2 separate regions of the Mus musculus genome follow, and region 2 is linked to region 1. Evidence: chromatin contacts called from public promoter capture Hi-C data. All regions are on one chromosome and are shown on one strand. The core of a region is the stretch at or near the end of the contact, and the rest is flanking DNA. Distances in the headings are between cores, read along the strand shown.

Region 1 (2,939 bases), core at 76-2,575:
GTTGCTGTCTTTCAACAAGAAACTTGAGGGTGAGATGGTCATGATGGAACACACTTATTATTACAGCATTGGGAAGGCAGAGACAGGAGACGAGGCCAGTCTTGGCAATGCTGTCAGACCTTACCTACACACACACACTCACACACACTCACACATGTACTCACACACTCATACACACACACACACTCACACACAGTCACACACACACTCACATACACACACATGCACTCACACACTTACATACACACACACATGCACTCACACACACACTCTCACACACACATGCACACACACTCGTATGCACACACACTCGAATGCACACACACTCGCATGCACACACGCACTCACACACACACACTCACACACACAGACTGAAGATGTAGTTCAGTAATGAAGTGCTGCTCTAGCATGCAATAGCACAAAGCCCTGTGCTCCATATCCACACAATATCAAAGAAGGAGAGAGACAGAGAGACAAAGAGTGAGAGACACACAGAGAGGTAGAGATGCTGAGAGACAAAGAGACAGAGACAAAGGGGGGAGGGAGAGCTGAATGGGAAGACATGGCAGGACTAGGAAGGCGGTGTGCAAATTTGAAGACTAACCTATATAGCAAAACCCTGGAAAGAGAGGAAGAAAAGAAACGTTGAGAGAGAGAGAGAGAGAGAGAGAGAGAGAGAGAGAGAGAGAAGAAAAGCTAACAATTTTTAAATTTATAAATTATTTATTTATGGCACTTGCCACTTAATAATTTCCAGGCTGACATTAACCATGAGTAACGGAAACCACAGAAGGCAGACCACAGGATAGAGGGGCTACTGAACAGGAGAGGATGAGCCAGGCTATAAAACTCTCCTTAGAAGACAGGATGAGGAAGCAGTAAATGAGGCCAAGCAAAGCCGAATCTGGGGCTGAAGCCGAGGAGCACTGAGAGAAATTACAAGGTGCCACTGGGTCTATGCATGAGCAGAAAGGCCAAAGGAAACAGAAACTACGAGATGAGGAAGCAAACACTAAAAAAAAAAAAAAGGCAGAAATAACAAGATGAGGAAGAACAGCTTAGTGTTGACGGTAGGAACTGGACGAATGTGACAGTTCCTCTCTCCCTCGCCTGACTCCACCGCGGTTCTCATGCCCTTGGTGGCTAGGATGTGTGGTTCTTCTTGGGTCCCTTGATCCTTTATAGACCACTCCAGAGGCAAAAGAACCACTGCTCTCAATGCTTGTTGCAGTGATCCGAATGGGTCTTTGTCAGTTAAATGACTCAGCCTCATTTTGAATGATCTTGTTGCAGCAGCTCTACCTACCTCTGAAGCATGGTTGCTTCCGTCTTTGTGCCTGCTTCCTGGATGTGCAGGAAGTGAGGTGGTGGTGCACATCTTCCTTTACATATTGCTTATATGGCTTGCTAAATTCCACACCTCGAATAAGCCATGACCCTAGAGGGACCCTGCCATACTCTTTCTAACTTTTTCACCTGGCAAATGAACATGGAAACAGGATGGCTCTGCTGCGTCTTAGAAATCTCAGAGTTTGCTGATCCCAAATAATAACAATACCGTAGAGTACTGTGGGCAAGAACACCGTTCCTTTCTGAAGTTGACTTTGTCGTGATGAACACTTGTTAGGGACCAGCTCACTCCCTAAAAATTGTTTCTGAACCTGCTTAAATCTTTCCAGCAGACAGAGAGAATATGTATATTTAAAAAATGTATCTGATGTCAAGTGCCATTCTCATTCCCTTTGAATAGTAAGAAAAAAGTATTTTTGAGCAGTTCAGATATTTAGCTCTGAAAATTAGCCAGTAAGGAGCTACTTGTATAATGTTCAGCATATTTATTTATTTATTTATTTTACAGACTCTCTTTTGAAATAAATCAGACAGAGGTTCCTTTCAGTTCCAGTGGGAGTTTTCAGCAAAAGGAGAAAGGAAGACTTCATACTCTCTAAACGGCATCAGAAGCCATTCATAGACTTCCTCGAGGTCTCTGCCTCTTCCCAGTGCCAGGACCCTGAATGACTTCTCACTATTGCCATTGTCCCTCTTAGGCACCAGCCTGGCAGCTGAGCCTCTGAAGATTCTAGCCTTTGGAGTATGGGAAGACGTTAGCATCAGACAAGTTCAAAGGCTCCATAGAGAAGTGAACTGCTCATGAGGAGATGAGGGCACAGGGCTGTCTGCACACACTCCTGAGCCCTGTTTCCTGTGTCCCATGCCTAGTTTTCCTGCATGAAGTCTGGAAAAATCTGTCACGGGAGCAGACAGAGAAGCAGGCTTCTCTTTGCAAAGTGTAGTAGGTTGTTTTCACAGCATCCACGATCATTTCCATCACTCCTTAGTGTCTTCATCATGTTTGCAGCCATGAATGAATTTCCCAAATACCATTTCTGGTAAGATTTCTGAGTGACTCAGGATGAAATAACTCATGAAAAACCCTAAAAGGGTCCCTGGGATGTTGTGCCTAGAGAACTTGAAAGGGAGGTTCACCTATGCTTGCCGCCTCTACTACGGTAGCTGAACAAATCCCCGTTCTGTATTTATCTTACCCCCTGTACTGACTGGTTTTATGTGTCAACTTGACCCAGGCTGGGGTTATCACAGAGAAAGGAGCTTCAGTTGAGGAAATGCCTCCATGAGATCCAGCTGTAAGACATTTTCTCAATTAGTGATCAAGGGGGAAAGGCCCCTTGTGGGTGGGACCATCTCTGGGCTGGCAGTCTTGGGTTCTATAAGAGAGCAGCCTGAGCAAGCCAAGGGAAGCAAGCCAGTAAGGAACATCCCTCCATGGCCTCTGCATCAGCTCCTGCTTCCTGACCTGCTTGAGTTCCAGTCCTGACTTCCTTATAATAAACAGCAGTATGGAAGTGTAAGCCAAATAAACCCTTTCCTCCCCAACTTGCTTCTTGGCCATGATGTTTGTGCAGGAATAGAAACCCTGA
Region 2 (2,700 bases), core at 145-2,644, 2.6 Mb after region 1:
AGGTCCTGAGTTCAATTCCCAGCAACCACATGGTGGTTCACAACCACCTGTAATGGGATCCGATACCCTCTTCTGGTGTGTCTGAAGAGAGCTACAGAGTACTCATATACATTAAATTAAAAGAAAGGAAGGAAGGAAGAAATTATAATGTATCCATGTTGTATAGACCAGAAACAAGTCAAAAGATGGATACAATGTTAACAATTAAAAGATCCTAATTGAATTTCTTTTACAATCAGGGCACACTTGATTGAATAAATCGAGTAAGTGGTCTGTCTGAGTGTAGTGGCACAGGTCTGTAACAGGAGGATCAAGAGTTCAAAGCCAGCACAATGTAAATAGAAAGCAGTTGCCTCAAATGTTTTCACTGCTATGCAGAAGTTTGCTTTATAGGCAGAGAAGAAAGCTGAAAATGCAGAAACTGAACTGATTGGTTCACAGTTAAGTTCTCTGCAAGTCAGGGCCGGGGAGACCGGAACAGAATAACTGATTGGTGAATGTTCAAGAGCTTTTTGTGGGGAGTAAAGGAGAGGTGATTTCATTCTCTGGCCCAGTGGAACCTGCTGCTTTCCCTCTCTCCTGGCTGGACAGGACACAGGAAGTTTCCTTCGGGGCACACAAGGTAGCTCGGGTGCCTTTGGAGCAGGAGTCCTCTTAACCCAAACCAGTGCCCGCTAGAACTTACATTGAATATTCTCCTTTCAACATCTCCTTCCAAAAACAACAACAACAACAACAACAACAACAACAACAACAACAACAACAACAACTTACATATTCTGAAAAAGTGAGGCAGGACTACAGAACTCAGCACCTGCCAAAGAAATACAAATAATAGTCTTCCTGAGAAATCCATTTTTCTAAGAACCTTCTGGAGCCAGTCCCAATGACTGTAAGTTTCCTTTTCCCAGGAAGGGAAGCAACCCATGGCCGGAGCGCCTGGAGCGGGCGAGTCTCCAGGCAGCGCACTGGGGACCCAGACCCCGAGTCGCGGCGCTGGAAGCCGCCGCCCACCGCGCGCCGGGTGGAGCATCCCTGAGCGCGGGTGGTGGGACCGCAGGGACGCGGCGGACCGAGGATGGATCAAGCACTCACCCGCTCGCTGCGCAGCTCCCGGAAGCCGGTGCCTTAGAACTGAACTCTACCTCGAAAACACTAACCTGGCTTCAGCGACGAGCAGCGCTCAGTCCCAGGCCTTACTTTCACTTTCGGTTATTAGAAACAGGATGCTTCTGCTCCATGCCCTGAGGACTTCGTCCAGGGCGCCATTGCTGCTGTCTCTTATTATTGGCAGTAACTCCGAGACCTGCTTAGAAAAGCTTATTTATGTGCATTATGCGGAACACGCTGTTGAAAAGCTGGATGGAAACCAGAGCTCTCTATGCAAATCCTCTCTCTGTAACTTTTTAGACGGTTATAAAGTTTGACACAAGCACAAGATAAACCAGGAAGCTGAGAAAGCTGCTTCCTGGGTTGGATTTTATGACCCTTGAAAGTTTTCTTCTAAGCTTTGTTTTTGTTGTGAAGATTTTGTAAACAAACACATCGCTAGATGTGAACTTTTCCTTTGCTAGAAAAATAGCTGGCTTCCGTCAAGAACGGCAGTGTTCCCTAATCCTACATCAAGAACTGGTTACTCCACAGCTAGGCAGCACATGAGCACAGAGCTGTGGAAGACAGCAAAGAGCTATCAGGGCCTCCCTTCTACATGGTGGCGCTCTATATCTGTGCATACTAACTAACGGCTCGGAATAAAATGATGCACTTGGCAGAAGCAAAATTCTTTCCATCAAGAACAGTGATGGAGCCGGGCAGTGGTGGCGCACGCCTTTAATCTCAGCACTTGGGAGGCAGAGTCAGGTGAATTTCTGAGTTCGAGGCCAGCCTGGTCTTAAGAGTGAGTTCCAGGACAGCCAGGGCTATGCAGAGAAACCCTGTCTTAAAAAAAAAAAAAAAAAAAAGTGATGGGGCCCCTAGTTGGTAGCAGGATCTCTGTGAGTTGAAGGTTGAAGGCCAGAGTTCCAGAACAGCTAAGGCTACACAGAGAGACCTTGTCTGGGTAGGATGTGGACACGGGGAGGGGGGTGGGGGTGGTGAAGGCAGTGATAGGACCTACTTTTCAGTGACACCAGAGCCACATAGTAAGACCCTGTCTTTTAAAACAGGTTAAGGGTTTCTTTTGAGTTGTCAGCCCAATTAGAAAGAACAAACACTCAGTGAGTGGTGCACTGGATAAGGAATGGGGCTATCCGGACGTAATACACAGGGGTGGGTTTCCCCTTCGGAAAGGAGATGGGGAAGGGCTGAGAAGATGTGAGAGGGTGGGACTGGGAGGAGAGGAAGAGTTGATGTTGGGATATAAAGTGAATAAACAAATTACTTATTTTAAAAAAGAAACAAGTGGGGGCCTAGCAAACACAGAAGTGGATGCTCACAGTCAGCTATTGAATGGATCACAGGGCCCCCAATGGAGGAACTAGAGAAAGCACCCAAGGAACTAAAGGGAACTACAACCCTATAGGTGGAACAACAATATGAACTAAGCAGTACCCCGGAGCTCTTGTCTCTAGCTGCATATGTATCAAAGGATGGCCTAGTCGGCCATCACTGGAAAGAGAGGCCCATTGGACTTGCAAACTTTATATGCCCCAGTACAGGGGAACGCCAGGGCCAGGAGGGGGGAGTGGGTGGGTAGGGGAG

What was found. Promoter capture Hi-C pulls out the DNA fragments that hold promoters and counts their contacts.
Region 2: a promoter capture Hi-C map of pre-B cells shows a contact between it and region 1, with 7 times the contacts expected there. The contact joins the promoter of Nmi here to the enhancer-like site in region 1. A contact is called at or near these places in 2 of 39 promoter capture datasets (liver and pre-B cells), 1 of 115 datasets of contacts at active chromatin or transcription factors (large pre-B cells) and 1 of 9 other capture datasets (liver).

What each region holds. Positions count from the first base shown.
Region 1 is chr2:49,416,201-49,419,139 of GRCm38.p6, forward strand. No RefSeq gene overlaps it. Among named protein-coding and RNA genes, the nearest start is that of Gm25215, 19 kb to the left of the region's middle. Within about 2 kb of position 1,326, at least 120 of the 459 cell types and tissues checked have an H3K27ac peak or open chromatin away from gene starts, as enhancers often do. A contact at or near this core is called in pre-B cells, where this site is marked.
Region 2 is chr2:51,971,814-51,974,513 of GRCm38.p6, forward strand. It overlaps Nmi (N-myc (and STAT) interactor), which reads right to left and starts at 1,395. Exons shown (of 9, transcript NM_001141949.1): 1 at 1,096-1,395; 2 at 775-814.